2 separate regions of the Hordeum vulgare genome follow, and region 1 is linked to region 2. A link is a contact called in public Hi-C data. All regions are on one chromosome and are shown on one strand. Each heading gives the region's core, a stretch centred on a gene start, on an enhancer-like site or on the middle of the called end of the contact. The rest is flanking DNA. Distances are from core to core; before and after follow the strand shown.

Region 1 (6,129 bases), core at 1,046-3,545, 170 kb after region 2:
TAAAAACTGGCCACCAGAACAGAAGATTGCCATTAACTTCACGAGCTTGGGATACTCTACTTCTTCTTCTCGGTTCCAGTACCAGCAGATCTGTATATCACAGCAGAAAATTAGTCCACGTCTACCAAGAAAGTACCTAACATACAGAAAAGAAGACAATCCCCAAACCAAAACATGCAATCCATTAACAAGGCATAAAAATGTGCTTGAAACAACAAAAAAATAGCAGATGTGCATCCCATGGCAATCCCCAAAGTATAAATGCAGCAACGCTGCTATCAAGGGCGATGGAATATGAGACTGCCATCTGGGGGAGGAAACCATAGGGGAACCTCAACACCAGAAGGGTCACTTTGAACCATTTGCTTAGGAATATACAAACATGGAATGTTTGCTCCACATAAAGCAAGAAGACTCGGATGTCCTCCCATCACACAGAAAACAGTATTCATTAACAGAAAAAGGCTAATTGTGTTGTCTAAAACATTTAATAATATAAATGCTAGCAAGAACAAATGTTCGTCTCATGGCAATTCCCAAAGTTTTAATGCAGCAACGCTGCTATCAAGGGCGATGGAATATGAGACTGCCTTCTAATGGAGTAATCCCTGGGGACACCTCAACACCAAAAGGCTCAATTTGTGATGTTAGCTTAGGAATATACAAACATGCAAAGTTTGCTCCCTCAAAGCTAGAAGACTCGGATGTCCTCCCATCACACAGAAGGCACATTGTATAAACTCCAAGAAACCATATCACTCATATTTGAGTCTGCCGTAAAGAATTGACAATTAACCATATATGAAGTATCACTAACTAAAGTATAGATTTCCAAAGCTACAATAATACAACAATTAAGTTGAGTACATGTAAAATACCTACTGAATGACATTATTGTACTAATGTATATCATCACAGATAATGCTTTCAAAGAGAAGGTAACAAAAAATTCAGATTGAAGTCATATTTTACACACCTCATCTTCCTGAGGACACTGGACATCTCCTCTCTCTTCTTCTTGGCCCTCTTGTGGGTGCCCAACTTTCGCTTCGCCACCTTCAGAGCACGCTTATCCTTGCCAACCTTGAGAAGCTCAGTGATACGCTTCTCATATGGAGCAAACCCAGCAACCTCCCTGATCAAGCTCCTAACGAAATGCACCCTCTTGGTACCTTTCTGCAAACCAACAGGGTAACCGGTCAGTACAAACAGAATTGAACAAGCCTATAACAGGAACTCTTCCAGCCATACATGATAGTTTACACTTGGCGACTCAAAAGATGAGAATGAAGGAATAGTCAGACATTCAACAAAATTCAGAATCTAAGCGGAATCTCATCTTCCAGCTAAACTAGATCACTCAAAACCAACCTGCTAATCGTATTTAGGTAGACTAAATAGTGAAATGAAATTTCTACACAAAGCCAAAACCAGATGCACATTAGCAAGTTATGTATGTATATTCGATCAACCAGCGGGTAAACAAAGGTAATCATTATTGATGAAATAAAATATTAACCAACAACTTTTCTGATTCACACAACCTAACAGTAAAATGGCAAGACCAAAATATGCCTCCAACAGAAATTGTAGCAAGGTTTAGATCTAAAAAACTAGCAACAAGTGATGTACGGAAGACTTGTGTTCCGTACATGAAGCAAACAAGCATGCTACCACTACCGCATAATCCACCAACAAGAAACCGAGCCTAATACATCAAGCACACACGGATCAACATGGCGGATAGGCTATGAGGCCTCAGGCGCCAGTGGCGTAACGCAGGCAAGACAGGCAAAGGGATGAGCTCTCTAGCGTTGACGGCAAAGTGGCTCAGGCGGCAGTCGCGCAACGCGCGGATCCAGGGCGCGCAGACCGCGGAGCCCTGGCACCGCCCAACTCCGGCGGATCAACAGAATAGAACAAGAGCACCCGCGGGATCCGTATGACAAAGAAGCTTACCCCCTTGCGGTCGGACGGGCGCGGCGGCAGCTCGCGCTTGGTGACAACGTGGCCCTTGTTGATGCCCACGAAGAGGCCCGACTTGGGCTGCGACGGAGCCATGGGCGAACCTTTCCTGCACAACCAGGAGAAGAGACAGCCCACGTTAGCGACGGGGAGAAGCGGCGGGGGGGACGGAGGAGATGAGGGTTTTGGGTCCGCAGCGGCGGCGGCGGGGCGTGGGGGTGGGGGTGCTCACCTTTACCTGGGAGAAGTGAAGCGGCTGCGTCTAAGGAGAAACCCTAGGGCGAGGAGGGTGGTTATATACGGCGCGCTGATGCCGCTGCGTGGCTGGTTGATGCGGGCCGGGCTAAGGCTAAGGCCATTCTGATATTTTCCTTTTGGGCCGAAGAAATCTGGGCGGACATGGGTCGTACGCACTTTTGGGCCGTTTGTCGACATCGCACGCGGATGCCCCTTGATAGATTCTGACAATTTCTCAAAAACAAAAAAGATAGATCCTACTGATCGGTAAAGTTTGCGGATACTCTGTTTTTTCTATTATAAAAGATGGTCCTCCGACGTTTTCATTTCTTTTACCAGAATAGTATGTCTATTTTTTTGCATCGCATATGGAAAGCTTTATTACGACAAAAGCAAACGATTAGAGCAACTCCAACCGACCGATTCAAACGAACGGCGTTTTGTCTGTGTTTTGTCTCTTTGGGTCAGACTGACGGACATCAAAGTCCGCTTCAGCGTCTGGGTCGACGCATGCATTCAACGTTGGCCCGGTTTATTTTGCCGACGCGTGAAAAAAAAATCAAACATTTCCGAAGATAATGAACAGACATTAATTAAACGTTAAAGCCGGCCTTTGTGGCTGGCGAGAGTCCACGCATCCCCATTACATTAATTAAATATTAAAAAACCTAAACTGCGAGTCGGCCCTAGGCGGCGTCGACTTCGGGTCCGGTGAGGTCAACAAGCGTTGATGCAGGACCAGCCCAAGGGAACGCCATGTTCTAGAGCGCCGCTGCCTGCGCCTCTGTCGTCTGTCCCGCCGACGCGGGCTGCGCTGGTGGCAGTGGCTGCGCAGCACAGGCACGTTCCTCCTCCTCCATCTCTCATCGTTCCTCCTCCGTCTCACGCTCCAGCGCCATCAGCCGACGACCATCGACGCGCTCCTCCGCCAGGTTTTGCGCCCTCTAGTGGTGGAGCTTCCTCCTGCTACGGTGTCGCGTTCAACCAGATGGGCGGCGCGCTGACCCACTTGCGGAGGCAGTCGGTCCACTCGTAGACCTCCCGCTGCGGCCTTGTAGCTCGGTCTTTGACGAAGGGGGCACGACGCAGTCGACGGCGGCGGACAGCGCGATGGCCTCTACGAGCTACGCCTCGTACACCACGCCCTCCTCCTCGGCCTTGCACCGCTCTTCCTCCTCACTCTCGCGGATTGCGGCTGCCAGCGCCGCCTGGTAGGCAGCCTCCACCTCCTGGTCCTCGTCGCTAACTACGGGCGGGGGCGACAGAGGGCCTCCTGGCTGCACGTCGCGCACGCCGCGCCGGCACTGCTCTTCATGCTCGACCGCAAACCAGACCTCCGAGTGGGGAGAATGGTCACGTACACACGGTTGAGCCGCTGCTCCGGCGTCAGCTGCCGCCCGCGTCGACTCACCTCATCCGCGTGCATTCGCACCGACCGTGGCACGGCCGACACATGGATCCTCTCCGGATCCAGATGCCAGTAGTGCGGAAGGGTGACATCCGGGTACGGCAGCGGGACGCGGTGCTCCCAGTGTCACCGTGATTGGTGCACCGTGATGCTGACACGCTCGCGAGGCCGGGGGGAAGACGCCGGCGGGGAGATCGTGCGGGGTAGACGGAGGACTTGCCCTTGTTTTGGAAGGAGTCGACCATGGCTGCAGGCTAAGGTTTGGTCGCCGACGAGGTGGCAAGATGGGGACGAGGGGTTCTGGAAGCAGATGAGGCCGAACCCCACCGCACGCTCGGATTAAAAAAGGCTGACCACAGCCGCTGACGCGTGGGCTCATGGAGGATGGCCGTCATAAGTTAAGTTGATTGTCGATACTCCCTCCGTCACGGTTTAGAAGGCGTGCATGCAAATTCTCTAGGACCTAGGTAGTTATTGATTGGATGTGAAATGAGTTAAAAAATAGCATTCACACTATACATGCATATAGAAGTAGTACAACGGAGTACTAATTAGCTGATAGGAGTAAATGCAGCGTGCCTTAATCTTTGTCTATTTTGGAAACGCATGCAAGTCTAACTGTGTCTTCTAAACCGTGACGAAGGGAGTAGTTGGGGCGGACACCGAGAGGGCGCGCGCGTCCGCACCGACGCATTTATTTCATGAATGTTAAGGTCAAATTAGTGTGAACCTTGTTACATATCTGGTATGAAAGTAATGGAAAGGCGTGTGAACCCAGTTGAAAAAAAAATGTTATGAAAGTAATGGAAAGGCGTGTGAACCCAGTTGAAAAAAAAATGCTTCATTCAGCACAACACGAGTTAACAGAGCATATCCAATAGGGCCAATCCTATTTGACGCCTGCGGGCGTCAAATGGATGGGGTAACGTCCACGTGCGATGCAAATTGGGCTGGCCCACATTAGCGTTTTTGTGCTGTTTCCTTCGCTGGGCTGCTGAAGCGTTTTATTTTAAGTTTTTCGTTGATGGTTTTTTGTTTCTGCTTTTTCCTATTACTAGTAAGCGTGTACGTGCAACAGTAATAACGTTGAATACAAAATAGCATGTCACTCAAATTGTATTATTTAAAGTGAAACGTCATTGTGATCCAGCAACCTAGTGAAGAAGCATACAACTGTCAATGATTATCAAGATTTTTGAACAATCTGTTTTTTTTTTGTGATGAATTTACACATGATCAATAGATCAGTCATGAGCACGTGGAAGCAAAAAAATTGAAGTTATGCAACGGTTGCTCAATTCTATCGATGACTATTGAATACATCATTAATTTATCCTTTGTACAAGTACAATATCTTCTCAAGTGGACATGATATTCTGACTTGGAAGTGTAGATTTGGCGATATAAAATAAAACTGATCAATTAATTGGAGATTTAAATTATAAAAAATTGCTATTCGTCCATGTTTGTTTAACGAAGGTAACATGAACATACAAGTAATTAGGGATTACATCTGCATCGGAAATATAACTTCATAGATTATTATAGTGTTGATATAAAAAATACATCTCAAACTTTTAAAAATGCATAACTGTACCAGAAAAATCAGATCCTTCCTTCAAGAAAGGTGATGTTCGTGCCCTTCTTCCACCCCAGCCTCGCATCGGTAGTCAGGATCTCCTCCACGGGAATCGTCTTTCTGCACATAGTCGTCATGAGGAAGTAGCATTTAGTGTTTATTTTAGCACCCAAAATCTGTTTGTGGTTTTATTAAAGACATGCGTCCAAAATTCAATCTAAATCATCCAAAATGACCGAGCAGGCTAAAAACTGAAGTTGTCTTAAATATTAGTAAGAACCATCCCGGCTGAATTATCTTATTAAACAAACAATGACATTGCATTGTCAATGGTCTATCTTTAGAATAGATATTGAACAATGATGGTTGTCGCAAAGAAATCAAATAGACCCAGGTGGTCAACTACACATTTTTCAGGTTTAATCTTGGGAACACATGTACCTCATAATGACATTAAATAATTAAGAATGATTGAAGAAGCTAAAAGCCATAAAAGGATTAAAATATATGAGAATTGTTCAAATTAATAATACAACTTAATTATTACATGGAACGTTTTTTTTGTTGCATTTATCAAGTTTAACCTGGACCAACTAAGAGAGTCTCAATATTCTTAATCAAGCCAACAATAAAATGACCACACGTATACAACCAAAGCATACTTACATGCATACCACGCTTGAATTTCCTGTAAATATAAGAAGGGGTAGGGAAAAGAGATTACCTACAAGGATTCATCCAGTACGACTGAACAGTGAAAGTTTCCAGTTATATTTTTTAAGTTCCAGTTATTATCCCATACCTCATCATGAGCATTAATACATCACCGATTAGGGCATGGTATTACAACCACAAGCATCAGCCAACATATTTTTTTAATTTGCAGAAGAGCTGTTAAGATTTCATTGCAGAAAGAAAAATCAAAGATGGTTGAGACTGT
Region 2 (6,132 bases), core at 2,075-4,574:
TTAGCAAACTGTTATTTAAGTTTTTCCGCTCTCGTTTGTGCCTTTATATATGGCGCTGCAAATCTACCATGATTGTTTCTCAGACGCAGTCGTTAGGACAACGCGCGTTTTGGTACAAACTCTTCGATTCGAGTCACAACACATTCACAATTATTTTTGCGTTCCTTCATCTCGCTAACGTGTTGCCTTCACGTGAAACTCAATGGCCCGGCCCAGGTTAGCCGTCCCTGTGCGAAACGCCACCTTTTAGCCGCAACGACCGGCATATAGGACGGGGAGCTCCTAGTCGGCGCCTTGAGCGCCGGTTAGGAGAACCAGCCTACAGGCCCTGCAAAATAGGCCGGCCCAGTTCCAGGGCTGATTTTTCTATAAGAAAAAGCAAAAAAGCAAAACCAAAAAACAGAACACAAAAGGTTCATAAAAGCGAAAATGGTTCATAAATTTTGAAATGAAAGTTCATGAATTTCGAAAAATTCATTGTGATCTAAAAAAAAGTTCACAAATGTTTAAAAAGTTCATGGGTTTTGAAAATTAGTTCATGAATTTGAAAATTGTTTTATAAAAAGTATGTTGAACTGAAAATAGGTTCACAAACCTTAAAAAAGTTCATCAAATATTAAAGAAAATCATCAAAATTTGGTAAAAGTTCATCAATATTCAAAAAAGTTCACGAATTTTGGAAACTAATTCATGAATTTGGAAAAAAAAAATAAAAAAAAACATGTCCTAAAAAACTAAATGAAAAAAATCCGGGAAAACAGCCCTCTCACCGGGCCGGGCCATGACCGGCGCGTGCAGCGCTGGTTAAGAACAATGAAATTTAACCGGCGCCTGTAGCGTCAAATAAGATTTGCTTATACGTCGTCGTCTGATTTCGATAAACGAGGAGGGAAGCTCTTACCTGTCGTTCATTGCGGTAGGAGCCCTGCGCCGCAAAGGGGGCGCCACTACTGGCTGGCCTAGCTCTGTTTCCGTTTTCTGTTTATTTTCGTTTTTTGGTTCGTTTTCTCTTCCCATTTTTCTTTTATTTTTTAATCAAAAAATTATTTTTTTGAATTTAAAGAACAATTTTAAAAAATGGTGAATAAATTTCAAAGCGCGAACAAATTTTTTAAAAATGAATAATTTTTCAATCTTGAGAGCACAATTTTGAAAACCCCAAACAAATTTGATAGCGAGAACAAATTTTGAAAGCACAAACAGTTTTTGAATGTCGAGATTTTTTTTGTAACGGAGAACAATTTTGAAAAATCTTAAATAAATTAGAAAGCGTGAACATTTTTAGAATTTTAGGAACAAAATTTTGAAAAGGAGAACAATTTCGAAATTACATTTTTTTTCTGAAAGCATGATCAATTTTCAAATTTTGAGAAAAGTTTTGAAACTGAAAACAATTTTGAAAAATACTGAACAAATTTGAAAGCGCGAACAATTTTTTAAAGTCCGAAGTTTTTTTGAATCTTGAGCACAAATTTGAAACGGACAATAATTTTGAAAAAACCCTGAACAAATTTGGAAGCGCGATTTTCTGAAAGCATGAACATTTTTTGAATCTTGAGATTTTTTTTTGAAAAGGAGAACAATTTTGAAAACCACAAACAGTTTTGAAACCGAGAACTATTTTCGAAAATCCTAGACAAATTTGGAAGCGCGAACAATTTTTTGAAAATACAAATCTTTTTTTGAAAATAGAGATCTAAGAAAAAAATACAGATCATTTTTTTAAATTGGAAAAAGTTTCTTCGAATTTCGAGAATTGTTTTTGAAAATGTAGAACATTTCTTGAAAAAGAAACAATAGTTTTCGAGTTTGAAGAACAATTTTTGAAAACTTTATAACATTTCTTGAAACAGAAACAGAAAAGAGAAGAAGAAACAGAAAACAATAAAGAACAATTTTTCTCTTTCCTTTTTCCTTTTCTTTTCGTATGTGAAGAAAAAACATTTTTCGAATTTGAAGAACAATTTTGAAAATCGTGAACAAATTTGGAAACGCGAACAATTTTTAAATAATGATTACTTTTGGAATCTTGACAACAAAATTTTGAAAAAGAGAACAATTCTGAAAATCCCAAACAAATTTATAAACTCGAACAAAATTTTAAAGTACAACTGTTTTTGAATTGTGAGAACAAATTTTGAAACTGAGAACAATTACGAAATTTTTTGAATAAATTTGGTAGCACGAACATTTTTTAAAGCTCGAATATTTTTTGAATCTTGAGAACAAAATTTTGAAAAGGAGAACAATTTTGAAAAGCACCGAACAAATTTGAAAGTAAGAACAAATTTTTAAAGCACGAATATTTTTCGAATTTTCAGAAAGGTTTTGAAACCGAAAACAATTTTTGAAAAATCCTGAACAAATTTGAAAGCGCGAACAATTTTCGAATGGCGAATATGTGTTGAATCTTGAGAACAAAATTTGGAAATGGAGAACAATTTTGAAAAAAACCCAAAGAAATATGGAAGCACGATTTGTTTTAAAGCACAAATAATTTTTGAATCTTGAGATTTTTTTTGAAAGCAGAACAATTTTGAAAAACCCTTAACAATTTTGAAACCAAGGACGATTTTGAAAAATGCTAGACAAACTGGGAAGTTTGAATAATTTTTTTAAAATTCGGAACATTTTTGGAAAATAAAGAACATTTTTAAAATACAGAATACTTTTTTAAATAGGAAAAACTTTCTTCTAATTTGAAGAACATTTTTTGAAAATGCAGTACATTTCTTGAAAATGAAAAAATAGTTTTCGAATTTGAAGAACATTTTTTGAGAATGCAGTACATTTTTTGAAAAAGAAAAAATAGTGTTCGAATTTGAAGAACAATTTGTTAAAAATTTAGAACATTTTTTGAAACAGAAACAGAAAAAGTAAAGAAAAAAAACTCGTTCAGGGAACTTTCTAGAAGTTTCCCAAAACAGGGAAAAGCCGGCTGGGAACCTCTAGGTGTTGGGACTATAAATGGGCCGGGCCATTTCCGAACGTTCGGTGGTGCCTTTGCGAAGCCGGGCGACGCAGAGAGCGGCGAATAGGCTTTTCCAAATGCACGGGTCGTTGTTGCTGCTGGGTCGATACTGGGCCAGGTTGTCGCGGTTAGCCACTTCTGTTGGGCTACGTATCGTGATTGGAAGCCCACATCTGTTGCCGACTTGAATTACAGGTTGCTGTCGCCGTGTAAAAAAAAAAGGTTGCTGTGGCCGATTCGGAACTACGCACGAGACCTAGGCGCCATAATACGCGCTCGCTCGCTCGGAGGAAGCCATGCAACTTCCCGATCGAGAGGCCATAGATCGATCGACCGCTGCCTCCGCCCACGCCATGAAGCCTTACGGCGCGATGCACCAAAGCCATGTCCGCCAAGCGCGGGGCGCCTCTCACACCGACGACGTCGCCGGCAGCGGCACCGTCGGGCCGCCGGCCTTCGTCTCCGCACTCTACATCCCCGACGACCCGCTCGACGACGTCATGCAGTGCCTCGGCGACGGCACGGAGGATGGCTTCGCCGGCGGCGCGTGGTTCGACGACTTCTGCGGCGGCAGCATGGACATGTCGATGCGCGCCGGGACGGATTTCCTGAAAATGCTGCAGGAGCTCCCGGACCCAGAGAAAACGTCCGTCATTGCCGTCGACGGCTCCAATGGAACGACGCCGACGCCGACGCCGACAGCAACCGAAACTGCCACCGCTGTGCCGGACAGGCCAGCCGTGGCGACTAACCGCTGGTCCTCGTTGCCGTTCAGCGACCACATGGACGATGATGGGGACGACGACCAATATGTGATGTCGTCGAGCGATTCCTCGTCGGAGGACGACGACACCGACGCCCAGTGGCACCCATATGAGGGCAAGCAGAGTTACGCCGCGAACCGCCGGCAGCCGAAGCATCAGAGCGGCCCCGCGGCAGAGAGGAAGCAGCAAACGGAAACCGTCGTGCGGCCGGTGGTGCCGCGCAGCGTGGTGATCACCGTTGACGGCGGAGGCGGTTGCAGGGACAGTCACTGGTGCCGCAACTGCGGCATCTCGGAGACCCCGCTGTGGCGCGCTGGCCCGCAGGGGCCCAAGACGCTGTGCAACGCGTGCGGTTTGCGGTATAAGAACAAGCTAGCGGCGCCGCCGACCACTAAGCGCCCCCGGGCGGCGAAACCAAGTAGCGCCAAAAGCAAGAAACACTCCGGCAAGCCGTTGGCGGGCGGTGCGACGGTGGCGAGGAAGAAGCGCAGTGCCGCAAGTCGCGTGGACTGATTAAACCTGGCGTACGAAAATTGTGAAACGAACCTATTCAGACAATCACCGTAGTATTAATTGGTACTCCATCTGTAACTAAATGTAAGCCATTTTTGTAGTTCAGTTTAAACTGCAAAAACGTCTTACATTTAGTTAGAGAGGTTCTATTACTACTATTTATTTCAGAGATAATCTTTTAGATCTAATCAGTATTCTTGATTGTTTTCATGGGAGAGGAAAGATTCTATGCACTTGTGCACCAACTCTTGCACAGACTGCAAGTTTCAAGTTGAAACGATGGAGCAATCTTTTTTTCTTTCCCAACTGCTACTAGGAAATTTAGGTACAGTAAAATGAGACACTCTTGCGCAGAATGCAAATATAATTCACAATGAGTGGTCGGCCGATGGCATGATTATTTTTATCGGCAAACTAAATGTACAATTCATTTGAGGTGCTCTCATGAAATAGCTATTCAACACTGAAATTGCAAGTTATTCGGTTCTCTTTTGCAAAATACCAAATTGAATGTTAGTATTTTTTGTGTTGAAAGGCCATTTTGGGAGTGTAAGAGCAACTCTAGCAGACCCCGCATCCCGCCTCGGCCCGTAAAATAACCGTCAAAGTGCGGGTTGGGACGGAAAAACCTGCCCGATCATCCCGCATCCCGCCCCGGCCCGTAAATATTTTTGCGGGGCGCGGTAAAACTTCTCCCCCAACCTCTAGTTTCACGGACCAGGAGGCCGACCCGAGCTCAGCCTCTATCCGCAGCAAGATTTGGCGGGAGGGACATTTCCGCGCGGCCTTTCCCGCTCCCCCCACCCGCCGCCACCATTGCCTCGCCACCGCACGCTCCGGTGCATCCTCCGCGACCGTCCCTCGCCGCCATGGATGCCTCCTTGCTGCCCCCCGTCACCGTCGAGGTCGCGCACGCTCCTTCCCCTCTGGCGGATCTCGTCGCCGGCCATGTTGGCCCCGCCGTCGCTCAAGCTAGCGTCGCGCCTGCCCGCAAGCGGCAGGGCAACGTGGTCGTGCCGGACGGAAATCCGACAGCCCCCGCCGGAAGGCTCGCGCTCCGGGCGCTAACGCTGTTGTGCGATCTCGACCGGCGGCCGAGAAGGTCACCAAGGCCGCGGGCGTCAAGAGGAAGAGGATTCCGGCTCCTTCATCCTCTCACTCCATCCCGGAAAGAGATGCCCCGGCGATGCCGTTCAACGGTGTCGCTCCCCCCGCAAGCGAGGTGTTCGCCGAAATGGCCGGAAGGTATGCGTCTTGGGCCATGGTCATTTCCTTTCGTTTTCGCCATTTGTTGCGATATCTCGTGATTTGTCAATCGTTCAATATAGCCAAAGATCGAAGAACTACACGATCTTGGAAGATCAAGCTTTGATCCAAGCATGGAGTGCGGTGTCTCTTGATGCATGTACGGGTACTTCTCAAACCGCCAAGAGATATTGGCAAAGGATCGAAGATCAATACTTCCGCATTATGGCAAAGTATCCCAATAGGACTTCACGCACATTTCGGTCGCTTCAAGGGAGTTGGGAGAATATCAAGCCTATGTGCAGCCGTTGGGCAGCTTGCTTGGAGCAAGTACGCAATGCACTTCCAAGTGGGACCGTGGAATCCGACTATGTGAGTTTGTTTTGCCTTTGTTCAAGTTGTGCGTAATCATATTTGCATTATATTTGCATCATGAGAATTGATTACATCACTTTGTTCACATTGTGTAGGACAAGATTGTCCAAGATAGATACAAAGACATGGAAGCTTCGGAAGACAAATTCTTCAAACTAGAACATTGTTGGGAGTTGCTTCAAAAGTGCGAGAAGTGGAAGTTGATCGACAAAGAATCTTTGTTGCTCGCCGAAGAGAACAAGATCATGTCAATGAACCACGATG

What was found. Hi-C and Micro-C count contacts between places; a contact is called where the count stands out from the background.
Region 1: a contact with region 2 is called in a Hi-C map of leaf, with 2.2 times the contacts expected there. The contact joins the promoter of LOC123445438 here to the promoter of LOC123400767 in region 2. A contact is called at or near these places in 1 of 6 Hi-C or Micro-C datasets (leaf) and 1 of 1 datasets of contacts at active chromatin or transcription factors (embryo).

The regions. Positions count from the first base shown.
Region 1 is chr1H:462,203,773-462,209,901 of MorexV3_pseudomolecules_assembly, forward strand. It overlaps LOC123445438 (60S ribosomal protein L36-3-like), which reads right to left and starts at 2,296. Exons shown (of 4, transcript XM_045122427.1): 1 at 2,198-2,296; 2 at 1,960-2,074; 3 at 977-1,176; 4 at 1-90. The coding sequence starts at 2,061. The coding sequence ends at 57.
Region 2 is chr1H:462,032,748-462,038,879 of MorexV3_pseudomolecules_assembly, forward strand. It overlaps LOC123400767 (GATA transcription factor 12-like), which reads left to right and starts at 3,325. Exons shown (of 1, transcript XM_045094664.1): 1 at 3,325-4,312. The coding sequence starts at 3,325. The coding sequence ends at 4,248.